Linked DNA regions of Mus musculus: regions 1 and 3 are each linked to region 2. A link is a contact called in public promoter capture Hi-C data. All regions are on one chromosome and are shown on one strand. The core of a region is the stretch at or near the end of the contact, and the rest is flanking DNA. Distances in the headings are between cores, read along the strand shown.

Region 1 (2,700 bases), core at 124-2,623, 410 kb before region 2:
TGTGCTTCTTGCTTTGGTACTGCCCTGAGGGAGGGCTCCGCTCCTTTATGGGAGGCAGGATGCCTTGTCCTGGCTAGGGCCTGAAGATCAGGAGCTACCAACAGGGAACACAGACTATCATAGTTAAGTGAGCTACATCAGGGAGGGAGGCCTTGGCGAGAAGTGGGGAGTCCTTTTCCTTGCCCCACAGACCCTTGGCCCTAAGTTCCCTTAAACTTTCCTCTCCACACCCACAACAGCAACCTCTCCCAAGCCTGGTGCCTCTGGGTCTCCACCCTACCGCCTTCACCATAGTGTTGGGGGTCGTCTGGAGTCCAGCTGGTGGCCGAATAGAAGCCACCCCTTTCCTGGCCCTGCCCCTCCCGGTGACCCCAATCCTCTGCCAGCCACTCAATGGTGCCTTGTTCTCCATCCAGACCCCGGACAAAAGTTCTTCTGTGTAAGGAGGAAGAATTTTGGGGGAGGGGGCACCTCCAGCAGGGACCATGTGGGAGCCTTACAGACCCCAGGCGGAAGGAGTGCCATTTGGACAGGGGGCAGGGAAGGGTGGGGGCTTGTAGAGTACAGGGAACTCATCTGCAGTAGAGGAAGACAACTTTGACATCCACATCCATGCCCACACCCACTCCGTAGATTGAACGTCCACCCGACATCTCCTCATCTCTGAGAGAAACGTTGAAAGTCAGTTCGGTTTTCAGTCTTCTGGGGCCTGGTCTATGAACCCCAAGAACCAGACCTTCCCCAACTTCTACCCACCACTTGAGTGCCTTCTTCCTATTACAACTTTGGCCTTGTCAGTGTCTTTTATTAACCCCTGCCAACAAAGAATGCAGAATGGAGAGTGGGCTTTAGTTCCCTACAAATGCCAGTGGGTGCATCCCCAAACAAAACAACAACTGGTGGTGCATGCCTTAAATCCCAGCCTGCGAGACAGAGATGGGTGACTCTCAACAAGATCAAGTCCAGCCTGGTCTGTAGTGTGAGTTCCCAGGCCAGCCAGAGCTACATAGTGAGAGCTTGTCTCAAACAAATAAAGAAAAAGCCCCACCCCCACTACAACCTAAATCAGAAACAGATTACATGTATGTTCCACGTTCTCCCACATCGTTCCAGGATGATGGGCGTCTGTCATTAAGGACCCCAGAATCTTCCCCGTTCCCAGTCTCCTTTGATGTTTGGGAGATCAGACACACCCTCTTCCCTCCAATCCTCAGCCCACCCTGGTCCCCTTCCACTTTACCTGAGGCTACTATAGTTAAAGAATGAGTAGAACTGTCTCTTTAAGGGAGGAATGGAGTGGGGGCGTCCCTCGCCTCAGGGAGACCTGACTTGTGCCTGCCTGCCCAGGTTTGCTCAGGGCGTGGCAGTGTGGATAAAGGCTGTCCCGGCTTGGCAAGTCCATACTCTGCTTTCTCCCGGAACCACCTCTCAGCCTGTTGAGCTACTCAGGTGAGTGGCCTTGGGGGCCCCTTCCTCCCTGAGCCTCTGCTCCCCCACTCTCTCTAACTCTCCTCTAACTGCACCTATTACATAGAAACTGGGGTTAAAGACCCCTAAAACTTTCCTGCTTAAAGATTCTTTTATGGGGACAGGAGACTACCCGCCTCTGTCAGCTGATTGTCCCAGATGGCTCACCTCTGTGGGACTGGATTATACAACTGGGGGGACTCACCTGATATTCATAGACGGATTGGGGAAGCCTGGGGGAGGTCTGAGAAGATGAGAAGTCTGGGTTTACCTGAGGTATCTGAGGTGTCAGGGTGTACAGGAAGTGACTACATCGTAATATCGTGATTGAGGGTTTCTCAGTGGATGAGAGTAGAGGGGTGTCTAGGGGTAACTAAGTAGATGAAGAGTAATTTAAGTGCCCTGGGGGGAGGAAGCAGATGGAGGTGTGTGTCTGAGCGGCCAGGTATTATTAGGGCACAAGGAAGATAGATGAACACCAGGAGAGAGAAGTCTGATCCAGGGAAGCTGTAAAGCGGGACTTGGTTAGGAGATGGGGACTCAGATGACAAGGGTGTATGCATCCTACCCTGCAGATATGACCATCCACCGTCCTGGAGTAGGGGAAAACACGGAAGCTGCCCTCTGACTAGCACAGGCAGGAAGCAGATGAGGGGTGCTTAGTGTCCCAGCAAGGCTGGTTCTCTCTGTGCTGGCTCCCACTCTGGTTCACTCAGAGATTGTGGTCCTTTGGGGTCTTGGAAGAGTCTGGAGAGAGAAGTGTAAGAGGTGAGATTCAGCAGCCATATTGATAGAGCACACAGCGTTAGGATGAATTCCCATGTGATGGCTGTGTGGGATAAGAACAGTGTCAGCTTCATCAAGCTGAAAAGACAGTATGAGGGAGTCAGGCTGGAACTGAGAAAAATGGCCGCATAGGCTGGGCACTCAGCTGCAACCCATGCATGTGTGACAGAGTATCAGGGGGCAGCCTTAGACCACAAGCATCCATAGCTGAGACCCCTAACCACTACTGGAGCTCCCCAAAGCTTGCTGGGGCCCTAGACATCTGAGAAATAGTCCCCAAATCAACTACAAGAAATATATGTCTAATCTAAACAAATGGGTCCAGGGTATGTGTGTGCATGGTATGTGTGTGTGTGTGTGTGTGTGTGTGTGTGTGTGTGTGTGTGTGAGTGATAAGTGTTAATTAAGTCCAGGGCCTGAAGAGCAGGCTAAGCAAGCCTCCATTGC
Region 2 (2,700 bases), core at 12-2,511:
CTGTCTCTACTAGAAGTAAATCTGAATGTTACTGAATAGGTAACCTCACTGGATTCCTACTGAATTCCCAGTTTGTCGGCTTTAAGGTCTTTCTGGGACATTGGAACACTGGCGAAGGCTTAGCTATGTCAGAATTCAATCTTTAAAGGCACTTATAATAAGACAATAGTAAAAGAGAGCACGTGGATCCATACACCACACTAACGCGGGGATAGGGTATGAATATACGGATTATGAGAACGCCAAAGTTCCAGGAGGTGAGTTTCCTTGAAACTCTTTGCCTCATGAGTGCTCCCAGGCTTCTCGGCCTGCCAAGCAAACTTCACTGGAGTGTGCGTAGCAGTGAGGCAGCAGGAACCTGGGGCAATCTGAAGAGTACACCCTGATGACTTCCTATGCCATTTGTATTTTTATAAACAGTTCTGGGGGACTAAAACCATTGAGCTATATCTACATTTAAGTGGCATTCCACTTTAAGGCAGTTCTTACATACATACATACATATATACATACATACATACATACAATTTTTCTTCCAGATATATAGGGAGTATGTCTGCAATCCTTATACTTCAGAAGGCAGAAAAGAGAGGGTCAAGAGATCAAACTCATTCTTGGCTGTCAAGTGAATTCCAGGCCAGCCTGGGCTATATGAAATCCTTTCTCAAATGCTGGGATTATAAGTGGCCACAGCTCACTCGGTTCTATCTATCTATCAATCTATCTATCTGTCTATCTATCTATCTATCTATCTATCTATCTATCTATCTATCTATCTATCTATCTACCACTTATCTTTCTTTCTACAGGTAAGATTTTGCTATTGAGACCTGGCAGGCATTATTTTGAGACAGGGCATCACTATGTAGTCCCAGAACTGGCTGTGTAGACCAAGTTGGCACTGCATTTACAGAGATTGGGAGATCTGCCTCAGTCTCTCAAGTGCTGTGATTAAAGATGGTCGCCACAATGCCTGGCTAAATCTAGCTTTCTCACAGGTTTATCTACCTACTCTTCTGAGGCCTTCCTTCTCCTATCCCTTGGTACTCGGCAGAAGAAAGAGGCAAGAGGCAGACTTTCCCACAATCAATCCCTGTGAGGGTACAAGAACAAAGTTGTCACAGCACCACACTTCCTTGGCACCAACTGTCTAAAAACAGCGCGACCACGCCCACCTCTTGAGAGTAGCCAATCAGGACTGGAGATGTCCTTACAGCCATTGTGAAGAATGTCCTTTGACTGCGCAGCTCTTAGGATTCTGGGTAGGGCCCGGGGAAGTTCGGTGGATCTGGGTCTCTATTTTCAAGACACCAGGATCTGTCATTGAGTGAAAAGATCATGGATACAGACGAACAAGGAGCCCCAGGTAGGAAGCCACTAGACCGTCCACAGACTCCAGATGAACTGAAATTTTACGCTCGGAATTATGTCATGCTGGCTCTCTTGGCGATGATTCTTTTCCTACCCTTTGGGATATTAGCCATATACTTCAGCATCCAGGTAAAAGTATCCCCGCCCCACCCCCCGCCCGCCTCCACTGCTCATCCTATCCTCTGCTTGCCACCTGCAACTGTTTGTGTCCTAGGTCTTGGGTCGGGCTCTTCCCACAGTGGCTATAGGGCTCCAACCCTCCTTCCAAGAGCTTCTTGTCTCAGAAACCCATACTCATGCTCCTACCCTTACAGACCAACGAAGCCAATAAATGCAGCAACTGGGAAGACGCCTACCGGAACTCATCTCGAACTATGTGGTTTAATATGTTGGCCATAGTAGCCTTTGTAGGCATCATTTATATACTTGTCCTAGTCCTATGAAAGCTACACATCAGCATCTACGGGCTCCTCCCCCAACAGACATGCTCACTTAGACTTTGACCAGCCATCAAGAAGAAACTCAGAGCTTCAGAAATGCCCTTGCCAAGAAACCCACCAACCAAAAAACTCAACATCCAAAAAACGGCCCCAGGCAGGCCACCTGACTACACTCCACCAGTTCATTCTCATTTGTCTTCCACGGCTGTCTAAAAGCATCTTGGAAGTCCACATCTCAAGTTCTAAATCTGCATAAGCCACTGAGCTGCTCTTTCATGAAAAAAAAAAAAATCACATTTCTGAGCCCAATAAAATTGAAGGGAATATCCCGGCTTTGCCTGTGTCTGGGTGTAGATGTTTCTCTGGATCAATAATAGTTTCACTGGAGCTATGTTGGCTTAGACCCTGTGAAAGTCAGACTGCAATAATGGTGCCAGGCTCTGTGGCACACATTTATAATCCCAGAATTTGGGAAGCAGAGACACTTACAAACACACACACATATTTTTTAAAATTGCACGTCTTTGATTTCCTGAACCTGTTTTTGTTGTAAAGTATACATAATAATTCATAATAAGATGGGAGTGTGTTTAGGAATCTGAATGTGTGTTTACTCTACATGACTTCCCTCTCAAGCTGAGGTGCTGGGCTTTTGGTGTCTCAGAGCAGGAAAAAAACAAAAAGCAAAAAACCAGAAACCTTGGCCACGTGTGCTGTCACATGACTTTAATCTCAGCACTCAGGAGGCAGAGGCAGGATGGATTTATGAGTTTTAGACCAGCCAGAGATAGTGAGTTTCAGGACTGCCAGGGCTGTGTAATAGAAAAACCCTATCTTGGGCTAGCAAGATGGCTCAGCGGTTAAGAGCACTGACTGCTCTTCTGAAGGT
Region 3 (2,846 bases), core at 197-2,696, 340 kb before region 2:
AACCAGAAATCCTAGCCAATTTTGTACCAAGTGCTTTAGAGGGGAAAATTGGCCAAGGTTTTGCCATGGATAGGAAATCTCTAATAAGACCCTAAGTCTGGGGACCCAGAAGGGCAGGGGTTTTTTTTTGGGGGGGGGGGGTAATAAACCTGTCCTCAGGTTATTCCAATGGATATAGAGTCTATTTCCTCAGGTTTTTCTTGTTTCCCAAAGGCCAGACTCTTCCTTCCAGACCTTTAATTTTATCAGCATTGGATTACATTGGCATTGAACGAGCTGAGGCCTGATGAGAGACCTTGATTTTCCACAGTCCATTTGGCGTTGGCAGCTGTCTGTGGCTTCTGCTTTCTTGACCTGGTCCAGTGGATTCATGGTGTAATGCCAGCTACCTTCATAGCCATAGGAGTGGAACAACATCACCATGTAGGGCCCTTTCCAAGTCAGTTCCCTTTGCTTGATCCAGACAGCATCACGGGCCTCAAACAAAGGGATACTGCTGGTGGACTCAGAGATTGGCTGGGCCTCTCAGAGAGACGAGTGCCAAGCCTTTATGAAGGACTGGAGGGCCTTAGTGACTTGAGAAAGAAATGGTTAGAGTTCTGCAAACTGCTGGTCTCCAAGCCTAGGAAGCAGTGGGGGAGGTCTTCCAAAAATAGGGGATAAATCCCTTGCTATATGGGGTGCCGTGGGTGGAAGCAAAACAAGACCTGTCTATCTACTGCTGGACTCTAATGAGAGTTTTATAGAGGGGATTTTTGTTTTGTTTTTTGGTGGTGTTGTGTTGTTTTATGCCCTGTTCATTTTTTACCCCAGGCCAGGACTTTGAGGCCTATATGCACAATGAAGTTTTTACTCTATGTCAAAAGCTTTAGCTATTAATTAAGAAGTTTTTCCTATGAAAGCCAGGCTACGGCCAGACCCCATTGCTAGGGGGAAGCCTAGTCAGGGGATCAGTTCCCGGAGGAGCTTTCTAGTTACTATCTGAGCAGTGTCTGTTTGGGTGAGGAACACTACTACCTACCTGAAAAAGGTATCTTTAAAAACTAGCAAGTACTTTTATCCTCCCCTGGCAGGCTGATCTTTGTGAAGCCAGTGTTCCCAGAGTTGGCAGGTGTGTTGGTCTCTCATTTGGACCCCTTCCTGGGTAAAGGTTCTATGTTTAAGTTTCACTTGAGTACAAGCCTGGCATCTGGCTGAGACATCCTGGGCTAGGCTGACTAAGTGCAGGTGTAACAAACATACTGTGATCTGAGTAACTCAGTTCTGTGGACCCCAGATGAATAACCTGGTGATAAAGGTCAGTTACCAGAGTCCTGCCAGTTGTTCCTGGGAAAATGGTCTTTCCCTCTGGTGTTCTCCATCAACCTGTGGGTGTGAGTTGTCCATTTCTTTACCAGAGTCTCAGGCAGTACCAAGTAGTATGTCATCTGAATATCAACAGGCCTGACTGGTCTTAGGACTGTTTGTCAGACAGCCAAGTCAGCAGCCTGGCAATGGACGACAGAAGCCAAATAGCCTCTAAGAGGGCCAAGATTTTTTTTTTCTTAATGTCCTTTTACCCAATGGTGAGAAGCCCTCTTTCTTTATAGATCATACCCCTTAGTAAAAGCACTGAACGTGGTGTATATGGTGGCCGACTTTCCTTTTCGCTATCTGAGAGCCTGTGTCAGATCGATCAGTTCTGCTCTCTGAGCTGAGCCACCTGGCTTCAGCCCAAATCATTTCAGTTAACACAACAATTGCAGCTCCCATGCAATTGAAAGTTTTATCTTTCATCCTCTGACATACCTGACCAAATGGTTGGACCCTCTGGCCACAGGATTGGCCCACCTGTCTAAGAGCTATGGTGGCTACTGTTAGTCTAATGAAACTAAGGGTCAGGATCTTATAACTCATAGCACCCCATATGGTTGGGACCCTCCTCCGGGGAACACCAGAACACCAGCTGTCTAAGGACTGCATGACCCAATACTCTTGGACCACCCTCGAGTCTAGTTTGAGAATTCCACCACCATTAATCCTGCTACCCTCTTTCCTAATGATGACCCACAGGTGTTCATCCATGACCGTCACAAGCAAGCACTTCTGCTCCCAGACAATAAAGGTCCCCCTCCCTCAACTCTGGGTGACCTGGCAGAGCCAAAAGGATTCAGGTCCCCAACAGGAGGAGGCACAGGTCTTAAGCAGGGTTGTGGAGGGGTCTCACACCAGAAAAAGACACTGATCAATACAAGTGTCTTAGTGCCCATACCCACAGTGACACACCCATTCCAACCAGGTCACACCTATTCCAACAAGGCCACACCTCCAGATGGTGCCACTCCCTGGCCCAAGGATATACAAACCATCACAACAAGGAAACAAAATTGGCAGAAATACATAGACACACACACACACACACACACAAACACACACCCCTGGGGGGGGGGGGCAGAGAATAGGAATGGCCCTTATAGATTCCTGTATTGAATGCTTGGCCATAGAGAATGGTGTGGCCTTTTGTCAGAATTGCATCACTGTGGAAGCGGGCTTTGAGGTTGTACATGCTCAAGCTCCACTCAGTGTGGCACACAGTCTCCTTCTGCTTAGAACACTCGGCTCCTCCAGCTCCATGTCTGGCTGCATGCTGCCATTGTCCCGCCATGATGATAATGGACTAAGCTTCTGAAACTGTAAACCAGCCCCAATTAAATGATTTCCTTTATAAGAGTTGCCGTGGTCATGATATCTCGTCACAGCAATGAAACTCTTTTTTTTTGTTTGTTTGTTTTGTTTGTTTGTTTGTTTGTTTGTTTTCGAGACAGGGTTTCTCTGTATAGCCCTGGCTGTTCTGGAACTCACTTTGT

What was found. Promoter capture Hi-C pulls out the DNA fragments that hold promoters and counts their contacts.
Region 1: a promoter capture Hi-C map of the HPC-7 cell line shows a contact between it and region 2. The contact joins the promoter of Fxyd3 here to the promoter of Pmis2 in region 2. A contact is called at or near these places in 19 of 39 promoter capture datasets (the 3T3-L1 cell line, 3T3-L1-derived adipocytes, the C10 cell line and 12 more), 1 of 15 datasets of contacts at CTCF or cohesin (the NIH/3T3 cell line), 3 of 484 Hi-C or Micro-C datasets (B cells, bone marrow-derived macrophages and embryonic stem cells) and 1 of 9 other capture datasets (liver).
Region 3: a promoter capture Hi-C map of liver shows a contact between it and region 2. The contact joins the enhancer-like site here to the promoter of Pmis2 in region 2. A contact is called at or near these places in 16 of 39 promoter capture datasets (the 3T3-L1 cell line, the C10 cell line, the HPC-7 cell line and 9 more) and 2 of 115 datasets of contacts at active chromatin or transcription factors (large pre-B cells and memory CD8 T cells).

The regions. Positions count from the first base shown.
Region 1 is chr7:31,075,370-31,078,069 of GRCm38.p6, reverse strand. Fxyd3 (FXYD domain-containing ion transport regulator 3) reads left to right here and starts at 1,373. Exons shown (of 8, transcript NM_008557.2): 1 at 1,373-1,449.
Region 2 is chr7:30,670,166-30,672,865 of GRCm38.p6, reverse strand. Pmis2 (PMIS2 transmembrane protein) reads left to right here and starts at 1,261. Exons shown (of 2, transcript NR_027849.1): 1 at 1,261-1,366; 2 at 1,686-2,144.
Region 3 is chr7:31,011,806-31,014,651 of GRCm38.p6, reverse strand. All of the region lies in intron 2 of Gm42377 (a long non-coding RNA gene), which reads left to right. Among named protein-coding and RNA genes, the nearest start is that of Gm42377, 16 kb to the left of the region's middle. Within about 2 kb of position 1,446, at least 3 of the 459 cell types and tissues checked have an H3K27ac peak or open chromatin away from gene starts, as enhancers often do. A contact at or near this core is called in liver, where this site is marked.